2 separate regions of the Zea mays genome follow, and region 1 is linked to region 2. A link is a contact called in public Hi-C data. All regions are on one chromosome and are shown on one strand. The core of a region is the stretch at or near the end of the contact, and the rest is flanking DNA. Distances in the headings are between cores, read along the strand shown. Region 1 holds the start of LOC542707 (mitochondrial chaperonin 60). Region 2 holds the start of LOC542685 (cellulose synthase10).

Evidence for each region. Hi-C and Micro-C count contacts between places; a contact is called where the count stands out from the background.
Region 1: a contact with region 2 is called in a Hi-C map of tassel, with 2.2 times the contacts expected there. The contact joins the promoter of LOC542707 here to the promoter of LOC542685 in region 2. A contact is called at or near these places in 3 of 25 Hi-C or Micro-C datasets (ear, leaf and tassel).

What each region holds. Positions count from the first base shown.
Region 1 is chr1:240,290,597-240,296,412 of Zm-B73-REFERENCE-NAM-5.0, reverse strand. LOC542707 (mitochondrial chaperonin 60) reads left to right here and starts at 1,759. Exons shown (of 17, transcript NM_001112220.1): 1 at 1,759-1,978; 2 at 2,405-2,536; 3 at 2,803-2,962; 4 at 4,031-4,206; 5 at 4,295-4,390; 6 at 4,694-4,798; 7 at 4,899-4,985; 8 at 5,076-5,165; 9 at 5,227-5,307; 10 at 5,393-5,461; 11 at 5,641-5,718; 12 at 5,812-5,816. The coding sequence starts at 1,910.
Region 2 is chr1:239,975,732-239,982,400 of Zm-B73-REFERENCE-NAM-5.0, reverse strand. It overlaps LOC542685 (cellulose synthase10), which reads right to left and starts at 1,827. Exons shown (of 8, transcript NM_001112202.1): 1 at 1,716-1,827; 2 at 1,443-1,641; 3 at 1,166-1,354; 4 at 928-1,084; 5 at 1-833. The coding sequence starts at 1,799. It overlaps LOC100284181, which reads right to left. Exons shown (of 5, transcript NM_001157077.1): 2 at 6,175-6,343; 3 at 5,936-6,061; 4 at 2,998-3,063; 5 at 2,613-2,906. The coding sequence ends at 2,856.

The sequences.
Region 1 (5,816 bases), core at 510-3,009, 310 kb before region 2:
ATGCTGGATTGAAGATTGAACCAGCCAGCAACTACCATAGATAGATCAACGTGCCTCCCATTCCCCAACTAATCAAGGTCAGTTTCACGGTCAAATATTTTCTGGTCTGCTCATTTGCTTCTGGTTCTAGAGTGGACTATTTCCTGGTTTGCTCATTCGCCTCCCCCATCATACAATAGCTTGGACTTAAATCTGAATAGCTGAATTGCTTTAAATACATATTTTTATTGCATGTTATTTGGACAGTATGATATTTGGACTGCATGTTGTTTAGGCATCTGAATAACCAAATTGCTCTAAATACAGATTTCTATTGCATGTTTTTTTTTGGAATCGGGTAGAACGGGCTACCCATACCCGAATCGAATTTTCTAGATACCCAAATTTTCAGGTTTAGTTTAGATCGAGTACATTTTCGAGTATTATTTCTAAAAGCTCGAATTGTGAAAAGCCCAATCTAGCCGACCCAAAAAATACGGGCTAAATCAAATGCCCAAACTATCCGAATACCCGAATAGCAGTCTGTCATGTACATAGTTTATTTGGTGCTCAGACTATCGCATATGTAGCCAACTAGCCATTATAGGTTCATTAGCGAGCTTCATTGCACGTCGCTTATTGAAATGACTGGTTCAAACTAGCTGCCATTTTATTTTCACGAATCAACCAGCAACATAGTTGTTTATTTTCTGGGGAACTTACATAAAAGCCTTTTTTTTCCGCCTTTCGCAGATCCAGTGAGGAGTGAGGACGCCATCTAGACATGAAAGAAGGGATCTTTTTCTTTTGCGCTGATGGAAAATATGCATTTGATGCTTGTTTATCTACTTCTATCTTCCGTCCTGGTCGATGAAGCTCTGTGCTTTTGCGTACTTTGCAATATTATTGGACATGTTCGCCTGTCCTCAACGGTTATGCTTGTCTTTTGTTGCTGGAGCATCTTGTTGATCTCCATGGACCTTTGGTTGTACCCTAGGTCCCGTGTAACATATGGATGGATAGACCGAATTCTTGAACATTGTATGAAACCTATGCTATGGTTCTACTCTGGTACATGTAAATATTTGTTAGCGGTTATGTTTTTTCCCTTGACTTGCTTGCGACAACAGGCAAAAGCAACGATATTATTGTGTGTCGCAACAGGAACAGGAGGGAGCATGGAGTGCACTTCTTGTTCTAGTATATTGAGGCCTCGTTTGGTAGAGGCTCCATGATTCTCTAATACAGTGATTCTGAGTGATTTTCTATTGCAAGTGAATCTATTTGACGAAAACTGTTTGATAAATAGGCTGTGAAGTGATTTTTGAAGGATTAAAGAGTGAGAAGCAGGTTGAGAGTGGTGGGAAGCAGGTTTTTTTGCTCCCAATTTCTAGTACAAAGTAGAGACTAGATTCACTTCACTATTAACATGAAGCAGTTCAGATTTTTATAGTTTGGTTCGATAAGAGTGATTCTCGCTAAGAGCGGAGCTCCTGAATTGTCCCCCGAAAATAAGTGATTTCAATAATCAATATTCTGCGCCGTGATATTCAGATTGTTAATGGGTTAGAAGTGGCGGGCCGCAGCCCAGAAATATCAAAGCCCACTTTGAAGACGGCAGCAGCCGGAGCGCGGCAGCGCCTGTGCTGGCTGCCGCGGCCGCACCCCGCCGCACCCTGCGAGGCGATCAACAACCAGCAAAACCCTAAACCCTAGTGGATGTTTCTAGAGCCGCCGTGCACCCTCATTCGTCTCGCCTGCACTGTTTCTAAAATCAACCCGTCCCCCACCTCCTCGCCGCCTCGCATCCTTTCCCCCTCCGCAAGAAAGAAAGCGAAGCAACTCTCCGCCGCCTCCATTCCTCCACAGCCCACACCAACCAAACCTCTCGCCGACAACAGCCTCGGTCCCCGCGCCACCATCCGCAATCATGTACCGCGCGGCCGCTAGCCTCGCCTCCAAGGCGCGGCAAGCCGGGAGCAGCTCCGCCGCTCGCCAGGTGAGAGCAGACTCGTGTTTATACGCGTGTGATGGGTCTGATGGAGGATCCCGCCCTCAGATTTGGTAATGTTGGCCTGGGGTTCTAGTAGTTCTGCGTGCAGGGCTGTGGGTTTGCTGCATGGTGCTGTTTATTTTGGTGGCGATCTGCCGGAATCTGTAGTTCGCTCGCGCAAAATCTAAGCTAGCTCGCTAATGGCGTACTGGCGTGGGGTTTCACATTAATCTACGGTGGTGAACTCGTCACTACCGTCCTCCAGTTAGCTGTTAGACACCGAATACACTGATTGGCAGTTGAGAAACATTGATCTGATCCAGCAGAAATCGATGTCTTGTGAAATTCGTTATTTTATTGTCGTGTAACCTTGGGGCATGGCAGTCTCTAATTGATCACGCACTCACCTCTGTTGTGTGTGATGCTTTATAGGTTGGAAGCAGGCTTGCCTGGAGCAGGAACTATGCTGCCAAGGACATCAAGTTTGGTGTTGAGGCCCGTGCTCTGATGTTGAGGGGTGTTGAGGAGTTGGCAGACGCTGTCAAAGTGACAATGGGTCCTAAGGTATAACCACATTCTTATACAGATGACAAACAGTTACTGATCATTATGAATGACTACCAAATTTTCTTAATACAACACATCATCGCATTCTAGTTATGCTGAACACTTGCATGTCACTTTCCATCCTGATGTCAATATTCTAGGAGCCACAAATGGTCACTATTGCACTCACTGATTCCAATACTGTTTGGTTTGTTTTACTTTGTTGTAATACTGTTGCCTTAGTTGTTTGTTTTGTACTTGAACTTATCGCCTGCCTTCTGTAGGGGCGCAATGTGGTTATTGAGCAAAGCTTCGGTGCACCGAAAGTCACAAAGGATGGTGTGACTGTTGCGAAGAGCATTGAATTTAAGGATAGAGTAAAGAATGTTGGTGCGAGCCTTGTGAAACAGGTTGCTAATGCAACTAATGACACTGCTGGTGATGGTATGACATCCTTTGTGCTGATTTTGGTTTATTGTGAACAAAGAATGGTCTCTGTAAAAGATTATTAAGGAGTTTGTCTTCTGAACTTCCAAACATGTTACTTGTGTGGAAGTATTCCTGGAGTAGATGGTGCTGTTTCTTAGTTTCATCGTTGCTTTGCTACTCATATTTGTGATACACTGGTTGGGTCTTCGGCAAGGCAGGCCAGGCACTGGGTCTGTTTTTTTACTGACCTTAAAGTATAGGTCACGGTTTCGAAGCAACCTCTCCGCATGTGCGGGGGAGTCTCAGGCACTGCTCTTTTACTGTTTGGTTCTTTTTGGAATTGGAACTGTAGCATGTGATCCAATATGTCCAGTATTGCTCCTTGTTGTCTTTGCTATTTTGTTAAGTTTGTTAGCTCTGGTGGTGTGCATACTGTTATTTTTCTCCCTTGGTGTGAATGCCAGCCTTGGTTGCTTCTTCGTAATAATATTACATGATAAGGTTATCTAATTTCTCGTTGTGGCTAATGTTGAAGTGTATAAGTGGATTGTCTACCCTCTTTTGACAACATAAGTTTTTGGGTTGACTGGTTAGTACATCCACTCTAATATGGTATCATGGTATCAAAGCCAGAGGTCTCGAGTTTGAATCCTAGCAGAGACTTCATTTGTGCCTCCGCTCCTTTATTTCTACGTTTGTGCCTTTCTTTCTTGCTGGATGTGAGTGGGGGTGTTGAAGTGTATAAGTGAATTGCCTACCTTTTCATGATAGCTTAAGCTTTTGGGTTGATCTGGTTAGTGAATCCACTCTAGCAGTTAATAATATTATTCTCCATCCTTAAAAGAGGCATATTGCATCTTGAAATAAGTCTATACTAGTGTGTAAAAATCATACAATTAGATTCACATTCCAAAGTTGTTTCAATATATATTAGTTTTTGTAGCTATCAATAATATATTTTGAGAAAAAAATAGTTAAAAGTCTGACCGGTCTAACATAAACTATGCCTCATATTGTTGAATTGTATGTAGCTTGTTGATGCTTTCTTCGAACTGTACGTGATCTGATATCCAAAAAATTCAGGTACCACATGTGCTACTGTTTTGACAAAAGCAATATTTACTGAGGGGTGCAAATCTGTTGCGGCTGGAATGAATGCAATGGATTTAAGGCGTGGAATCTCAATGGCTGTTGATGCTGTTGTGACCAATCTGAAGGGCATGGCCAGAATGATTAGCACTTCAGAAGAAATTGCACAGGTATATCTGCAGCACCCTAGTTACTTTATTTTGTTCTTATCCTGTCCATCCCTCACCTTTTTTTATTCTCTCTATCCTGTATGTAAAGGTGGGTACAATATCAGCAAATGGAGAAAGGGAAATTGGTGAGCTTATTGCCAAGGCTATGGAGAAGGTTGGCAAAGAGGGTGTGATCACTATTGCGGTAAGTTAAAACTAAAGCCTACATGTGATACCTTTTTAGGCTATTCGTCTATGGCTCTATGGACCCTTCTGTTTCCACTATATGGGTAGTCCACTTGCCCTAGTATCTAAAGTAACCTTACGGTCCAACACTGAGGATAAGTTGGCTCATGCACACAGCTTCAGTTGATTCTAATTGTGTACAACCCTACACGGCTCTGTTTGTGTGGTCTACTGATAAGTGCACATTTTGATTGTTTCCTTGTTTTTGCTCTTTTCTGCATTGTTCTGTTTCAACTTATTGGCTGATTTAAATGTTCTGTAGGATGGCAACACCCTTTATAATGAGCTTGAAGTTGTGGAGGGTATGAAACTTGACAGAGGTTACATCTCTCCGTACTTCATTACCAACTCAAAAGCCCAGAAATGTGTAAGTGCCATTTATTTTTGCCTGGTAGTCTATATGTTTCTTTGAGACCTTTGGTTGTATACAACACATGAATATCTTAGTTGTACTTTTTGTATCGCAGGAACTGGAAGACCCATTGATCTTAATTCATGACAAGAAAGTGACAAATATGCATGCTGTGGTTAAGGTTTTAGAAATGGCTCTAAAGGTATTCTGTTTGCTCTCATTTAACGGTAACAGTATTGGTTCATTGTGGGCCTTTGCTGATTCTTTTTTTTTCATTCTTTGCTTGGAACAGAAACAAAGGCCTCTACTGATTGTTGCAGAAGATGTGGAAAGTGAAGCATTAGGTACTCTGATTATTAACAAGCTTCGTGCAGGCATCAAGGTAGGTTCTGTCAAGTTTCTCTGTTTGGTACCATTTCTGTTCTAATTGGAACAACATTCAGGTCTGTGCTGTCAAAGCTCCTGGTTTTGGGGAAAACAGGAAGGCAAACTTACAGGACCTCGCTATCCTTACCGGAGGAGAGGTAGGCTTCACAGTTGTTTCTGGTGTGCATTTTATTTCTCTGTATAATTAAAAACGACTTGTCTCATCAATTCATCATGATTCAGGTAATAACTGAAGAGCTAGGAATGAACCTTGAGAATGTTGAGCCTCACATGCTGGGTTCATGCAAAAAGGTATAGTAGATGATTTAAAAGGATTTTTCTATTGATTTGGATTGCAGCAACCTTCAGCCTTAAGTCACAGTATTCTAACATGAGCTCAGTGTTGTGCAAGTACCAAAATCTGTTGTGTTTGTACATGTGCTTTGATGTAATACTATTTTATGTGCTGAATGACTTCCTTTTCAATACAGGTGACTGTCTCTAAGGATGACACTGTTATTCTTGATGGCGCTGGAGACAAAAAGTCTATTGAAGAGAGGGCAGACCAGGTTCGTGCAATATTACTTTTGTTGTGCTGTCTTAAATTGCTTCTAACTTTCTGGTTCTGATAATTTATGGATTATGGATTATGGATGTTGCAGATTAG
Region 2 (6,669 bases), core at 578-3,077:
GGCGCTTCTCACGGGACACGTAGACGAGGCGCGGCAGCTCGTGGCCCTCCACGTCCAGCGCGCCCTGGTTGCCGAGGTAGACCTGGATCATGCCCGGGTGGTCGCGCGTGTTGTTCCCGGGCCACGGCGTGCCGTCCTGCATGACCCACCCCTCCTCGGGCTTCTTCTGCGCCTTGGCCACCAGCGCGTTGATGCGCACCTTGAACTCCTCGTACTCCCTCTTCATGGCGCGGCGCTCCTTGACGAACGTCGGCTGCACCTTGTCCTTGAGGTAGTCGATCTTCTGCGAGAAGTAGAACTCCGGGGCGCGCGGCTCCACGGCGAACTTCTTGCAGAAGGGCACCCAGCGGCGCGCGAACTCGGCGGTCTCGGACAGCGCGTCGAAGAGCAGCATGGACGCGCCGTCGTCGGAGACGTAGCAGCTGACGCGGTCCACGGGGTAGTCGACGGCGAGGATGGACAGCACGGTGTTGGCGGTGATGATGGGCGGCTCCTTGAGCGGGTCCACCGTGCTGACGAAGAAGTCGATGGGGGACAGCCGGCACGCCTCGCCCTCACGGTCGTACCGCAGCGCCAGGCGGTCCAGGTACGTCTCCCGCGTCACCGGCGCCCACTTTGGCAGCTGGTCCAGGATCCAGGAGAAGGCGAACCAGAGCTCGCAGATGACGGACGCCAGCCACAGAGGCACGGCGTCCGTGGCGGGCGTCGTGATCCGGAACTTGAGGAAGAAGCAGAGCACCACCAGGCGGAGCACGATGACGATGCGGTACGGGTTGATCATGCTCGACGGGATCGGAACCTTGCGCCACAGCGGCTGTCGGGCCTCGGCAAGCCTATATGCACATCAGTTGTTTGTTTTGTTCCGTATATATGAGTGAGACCTTCACCCGCAGCAGTGAACAGTGATTGAGAAATCTCGGAGCTTACAGCATGTACTCGTCTTCGTTCTTGTCGTCGTCGTCGTCGCTGTCGTCGTGGTTGAGCTTGCCCCTCTTCTCCTGCTTGGTCTTCCACTTGTCGATCCGGTCCTTCCACTCCATGCTCCCCTCCATCTCCCTCTCCGCCTCCAGGTCCTTCCCGGCGACTGCACGCGGACTCATATTGGTCAGCAGACCCATCTTGCGACACGCCAGCATCATCGTCAATGGAACCGCACACCACTCACCGCTTCCGGTGAAGGACGACAGCGTCTGGCCACCCGTCCGCCATTTCTGCGCCGGGTGCTCGCCGTTCTCCGAGTAGACGTCGAACGCGACAGGCTCGTGAGGCTTCTTGGGGCTCTTGGCGGGGAACTCGTCCTCGAAGTCGTCCATCTCCGGGCCCTCCTCCTCGTCCCCTTCCACCCTCGGGCACCCTGCAACAGCCCCAAGTCGAAATCTTTTTTTTAGTGTTGGTGAGGCGAGGCCGAGGCGCACCAACCCAAAGTATACCGAGCCTAGTACCTTTCTGGCGCTTGTAGCGGGTGTTGCACTGCGGGCAGCACTGCGTGCCCTCGCTGCGCTCGTACTCGTAGCAGGGCCGGCAGACGGGGAAGCCGCACTCGGCGCACGCCACGAAGGGCTGCCCGTCCTCCCGCGTCCCGACCTCGTCGGCGCACACGCGGCACGTCTTCACGTCGGCGCTCCGGACCTTGGCGTTCGGCTGCGCGCGGCGATCATCGATCAGTGACAATGCCATCAATAACTGACAGAGGATCAAAAGCAATGGGAACTAACCTCCTCGCGGGCGCGCATGACATGCAGCTCGTCCCGCATGTGCGAGCCCGCGGCGAGGCCACCGGTGACCGAGCCGGCGTCCATGCCGATTGCCGAGCGATCGACCGGGGGCTGTGGGGGTGAGGTATCCGTGAAGGGACACGGAAGTGGCCACGGTGATATAGCTGATGGCAGGCGCGAGGTGTGGTGACTGGTGAGGCGCCGAGGCGGGCGGTAAGGTGGCGGGGTGGCGTCCCGCACCAACCGTGAGTTGGGGAGTCCGGCGTTGATTAGAGCACAAGCCAAGGCAGGCAGGTGCATGACAAACACATCAGGGCTCGCTTCGAGATCAAGCCGGGAAATGTGTCGCACACTCGCAGTGTTTCCGAAGCAAACGTGCTGAGCGCGCCCTGCCCTGCCCAGTTTTCTGTCCAAATCAAATCAGGAGCAGAGGCCAGAGCGAGCGAGAGGGGTGGTTGCCGGTGACGTCTCAGCGTTTCTGGTAGGATGGCGAGCTCATGTCGTGCCAGTGTGACGGTGAAGTCAGTGTGTGTATAAATGGCAGGTGGTAGGACAGCCATCCAGACCATCTTACCAAAGACACATGTGCTTGCGCGATACCACGCCGACAAAACACAACACGGCCTCTCTTCAGAACCGTCTGAACTTCGTTAACTCGCCTGAACTCCGAATAAGTGCAAAAGCAGGAAGCGCCCTGAGGCTGTATCGTCATTGAGGTACTTTATAAAACACCGACACAAAAGGGCAACAAATGTTTGGTTGCTTCGGCCAATGCCACGATATGGCACATTCGCAGAAAGAAGCTCAGTGGATCCACGAATGCCAGACATTTCATAATAAGGTCTTAAACATGGAAATGCGCTGCAAGAATCTCCAGAACGCAATGACTCGACTGGGTGCTGTTGAATCGGGGCATATTAAGATAGAAATTTAGTTGCATACAAAATCGTCAACGTCTCCAACATATCTTTCTTGTGCTACATAAACCTATCTGAGAGCAAAACAACATCATAACAGGTGCGAAAATTGCCTCAGGTAAGCTGAGGCTGTATTAAATGAAAGCTGGTGCCGATCTCAGCACAAAACTCCACTCTCACCCTCTGTCCAGTCCGAACAACAACGACCTTCTTCGTGTGCAACTTACACGGTGTACCGTCCACCTCTGCTTGGCTTATCCCTTCTCGAGTCGTCCTGCACATGAGGCATCAAGATAGTGAGCTCACTGTTCAGCAGATATATAGAAGCTATAAGCAGCAGCTGAAGAAAGAAACCGAAGGCATACATGGAAAGTGTAGATGATCTTGTCATTGTAGTCGATGACATCCTTCCATTTCTTGCCAATGTTTACCTGTATAAAAAAAGGAATGACCCAAACTCGGATGTCAGAACAGCACGTTAATGTCCTTTTGAGTACAAAGGGCAACGGAGACTTGAAAAGTAACACAATTGCAGCATGGGAAACTGTTGGTGCAATGAGATAGCCATGCCCCACAGAAGATGGAACTACAGTAAGGTTGTTAAAAAATTACAAAATGGTCAAAGATTCTCCAAAACCAAAAGGAAAAGGCTTCTGTGTCCTCTCTTCTTTTTTCCAATATTCCATTCAGAGCATAGAGGACGAAGAATAGTGTTCATGTAACAATGTTATAACATAAACAGTACCAGAAAATGCAACATGTATTTCCTGCAACAGCACACTTAATAGAGAATCCAAGTCCCCACTTTCATGCAACATCACACTGAATACAGTATTACCACTGAACAGGTTGTATTCACAAAACTTCTAGCAAACTATGTAATTTTCTTCCAGGGAGATGATTTAGGCATAACAACTTGAGCATTTGAAGAGAATAATAGTATAACAATAATACAAAAACTTACAAAAGCTGAAGCCGGTAGCAGGGTAAACCAGTTATAAACTAGGGAGGATTTGCACAACTTAGATACTACTTGCGAAGAAAACACTGGACCAAGTTCGCCCCTTATGAAGATATATGAACAAAGATACTATACTATGATGCATAAGCATAGCTATTAAGGCGTCACCTAAGCATCGCTTAGGCGGTAAGGCGAGCATACAGGCTGGAGCGTCTAACTCGCCTCAGCCAGCCTTAGGAATAATGTGTCGCCTTGCTCGCTATGGCGTCCATGAAAAGTTCCTGAGGCGTCGCCTTAACTGGATAAGGGTAGGGTTACTAGAAGAAAAACAGAGTGAGGCCAGGGGTATCCATAATCTTCTGTTCGAGTTCCTTGGGCAGCCAAAGGGCAGGGCGGCGACGGCTCCACTGCAGTTTCCTGTGGGCAGCGCGGGCACGCCCTTGCTGCTGCGGACAAGATGCAGGGTGGCACGGCCAGCAGGGCAAGGGAAGTGCGGCCAAGAGGCAGGGCGGCGCGCCGGCGCGTCCAGCAGGCCAAAACAAGGGTGACAAGTGCACCCTTGCTGCATGCGGCCAAGGTGAAGGGCGGCGCGTCCAGCAGGCCAAAACAAGGGTGACAAGTGCACCCTTGCTGCATGCGGCCAAGGTGAAGGGCGGCACGTCCAGCAGGCTTCTAACAACTCAATTTGTCACATGCTTCCTGTTAGAGTGGACGCACTAACCAGTTCAACCCAAAAGATTAAGCTATTAGAAGGTAGGCAATCCACTTATACACTTTAACACTTACACGTTGAAGAGCTTGCCTTGACAGCTCTCTTTGTGAATGATGCATGGAACAACAACAAATTAGCAAAGACGCAGGCAAGCAAGGGTGTGTGTGACATTGTTCTATCTAAGGTTTTTTGGTCTTCAGTTGATTAGTTAAAGATTGCCTTAGAGCTTCAGCGCCACTTCTTATTGTGCTTAGAGCAGTTGATGGTGATGAAAAACCAGCCATGCCAGAAGTTGTCGCATTGATGAATGTTGCAAAAGAGAAGATAAGGCTTAGCTTTCCTACCCAAAACAAGCAGGCTTTGATGAAAAAAAAACATGGGCATCATTGAGCGTCGATGGGTGACACAAATGGACCATTAATGTATGGAGCTGCACTCTATTTGAACCCGGGAGAGTTCTTTGCCATCCGAAAGGAGGAGGATAGATATGTGGCAGAGCTAAGTTGTTTCAATGATTGCTAGCAAGAATGGAGGCTGATGAAGAAATTATGTCCAAGATTAATGCATATGCCATGCATTATGAAGACCAGCAAGGGCCTATCTTTTCAAACAAGTTGGCACTAAAAAATATTCAATCAAAAAAGCCTCGTAAGTACTATATATGATTGGTTGCTTGCTTATTTCAGCACATTTATTCCATTATTAACTGATGTTATATGTGTGCATTTGTGCTTCGTCATCCGGTTGTGAGATGAATTGGAGTATATTTGAATTTGTATGTCCAACATAACTACTTTGGTTGCTCTAATATGTTTCTTGCTACTTACTTAGCTTGTCATTTCTGTTTTTAACATTTATAGATGCACACAAAGAAGAGAAACTGGTTGTTACACAAGAGGTTGAATGACTTGGTCTATGTTTCATACAATCGGAAGATGAAAAGTAGATTCCAAAAGAGGAGAAAACCGCCGCAAGTTATGACCCATTAATTATTGAGGACTTTGATTGAGACAATGAGTGGATAGACTCATATGATGATCTTATTGATTTAACATGGGATCACGTTAATGTTGCTACTGGAGCATTGGACTCGCTTCGAGGGCGCAAGTGAGCAACCTTCCAAGGCAAGCTAGTCATCGACAAAATCCTAAAGGTGCTGGACAAACTCAACCCTACACGAGGAGTGCAAGAATGTGTACACAAGAAGTTGAAGAGTATGGAGAAGAAGCACATTGAGACTGATCCACAAGATGACATAAATGTGAGTGATGCTAATGAACCTTCTGGTGGGGGAAGAAAGTGGAGAAGACAATGTTGATCTCATTGTCGATGAGTTTGACAATGGATATTAAGACTTCATTGAGAGATGAGATATCAGAAACTAGTTATGTTGACTTTTAGCCTATTATATTTGTTAATGTTGAACTTGTAGACTTCTGTTTGGTACTATACAACTTTTATTTGGGACTAATGCCCTATATTTTCCTATCTTTATATATGATCAGTAAGGTGTCATCTCGTCTTTCCGCTTAAAAGGTAAAAAGGGCGGTCGCTCTCCTTATCGCCTTAATGACTACGTGCGTAAGAAGATATTAGCAATGAACTGATTAGATTGGTTTTGAAAACTAACCTGGACAGCTTCATTGCTGGCAGTCCTAGTCCACAATGCAAGCTTATCTCCTCTTGGACGGACACTAGCAACAATTCCACAAATGTCATCTGTTTCATCAAACTGCTCCCCAACAAGAGCCATCAACTGCATATTTCAAACCATTATTCAAAAGCGGTGCATCAATAGAACATCTCAGGCAACATCTGGTAGCAGATGCTCGGTCTTCAACAAATCAAATATATATAACAAAGATGTACCGTTTCAAGCCACATGGTCTCAAAGGTTGGCTTTCTGTTGCATGGGACAGTCCATTTGCCACCATTTGCACACTCTGGGTCTTCCCATTTTGGCTCTACTCCAGCCTTGAATAGGTGAAAATCAGCAGTCCCAGGCAACTTGCTTGGACGGAAAACATGATCATACAAGCTACAGCAAAAAAGAAGGGATCCTTAAGTACATGGAGACAAGACCATCAAATTTAAGGCACAAGGCAAAATTGCACCAACTAACTAAAGTAATATATATATATATATATATATATATATATATATATATATATATATATATATATATATATATATATATATGTTTTGACTTCAAAAGACAACATATACAAATAGGTAATATAACTAATATAAGATATTTCTCATTAATTAAGGCTAAACATAAAATGCTAACTTTTTCTATATGTGAATAGGGTCTAATGCAAGCAGAGCATATCTTTCGTAAAAGACTAGGGAAACAGGAAAAAA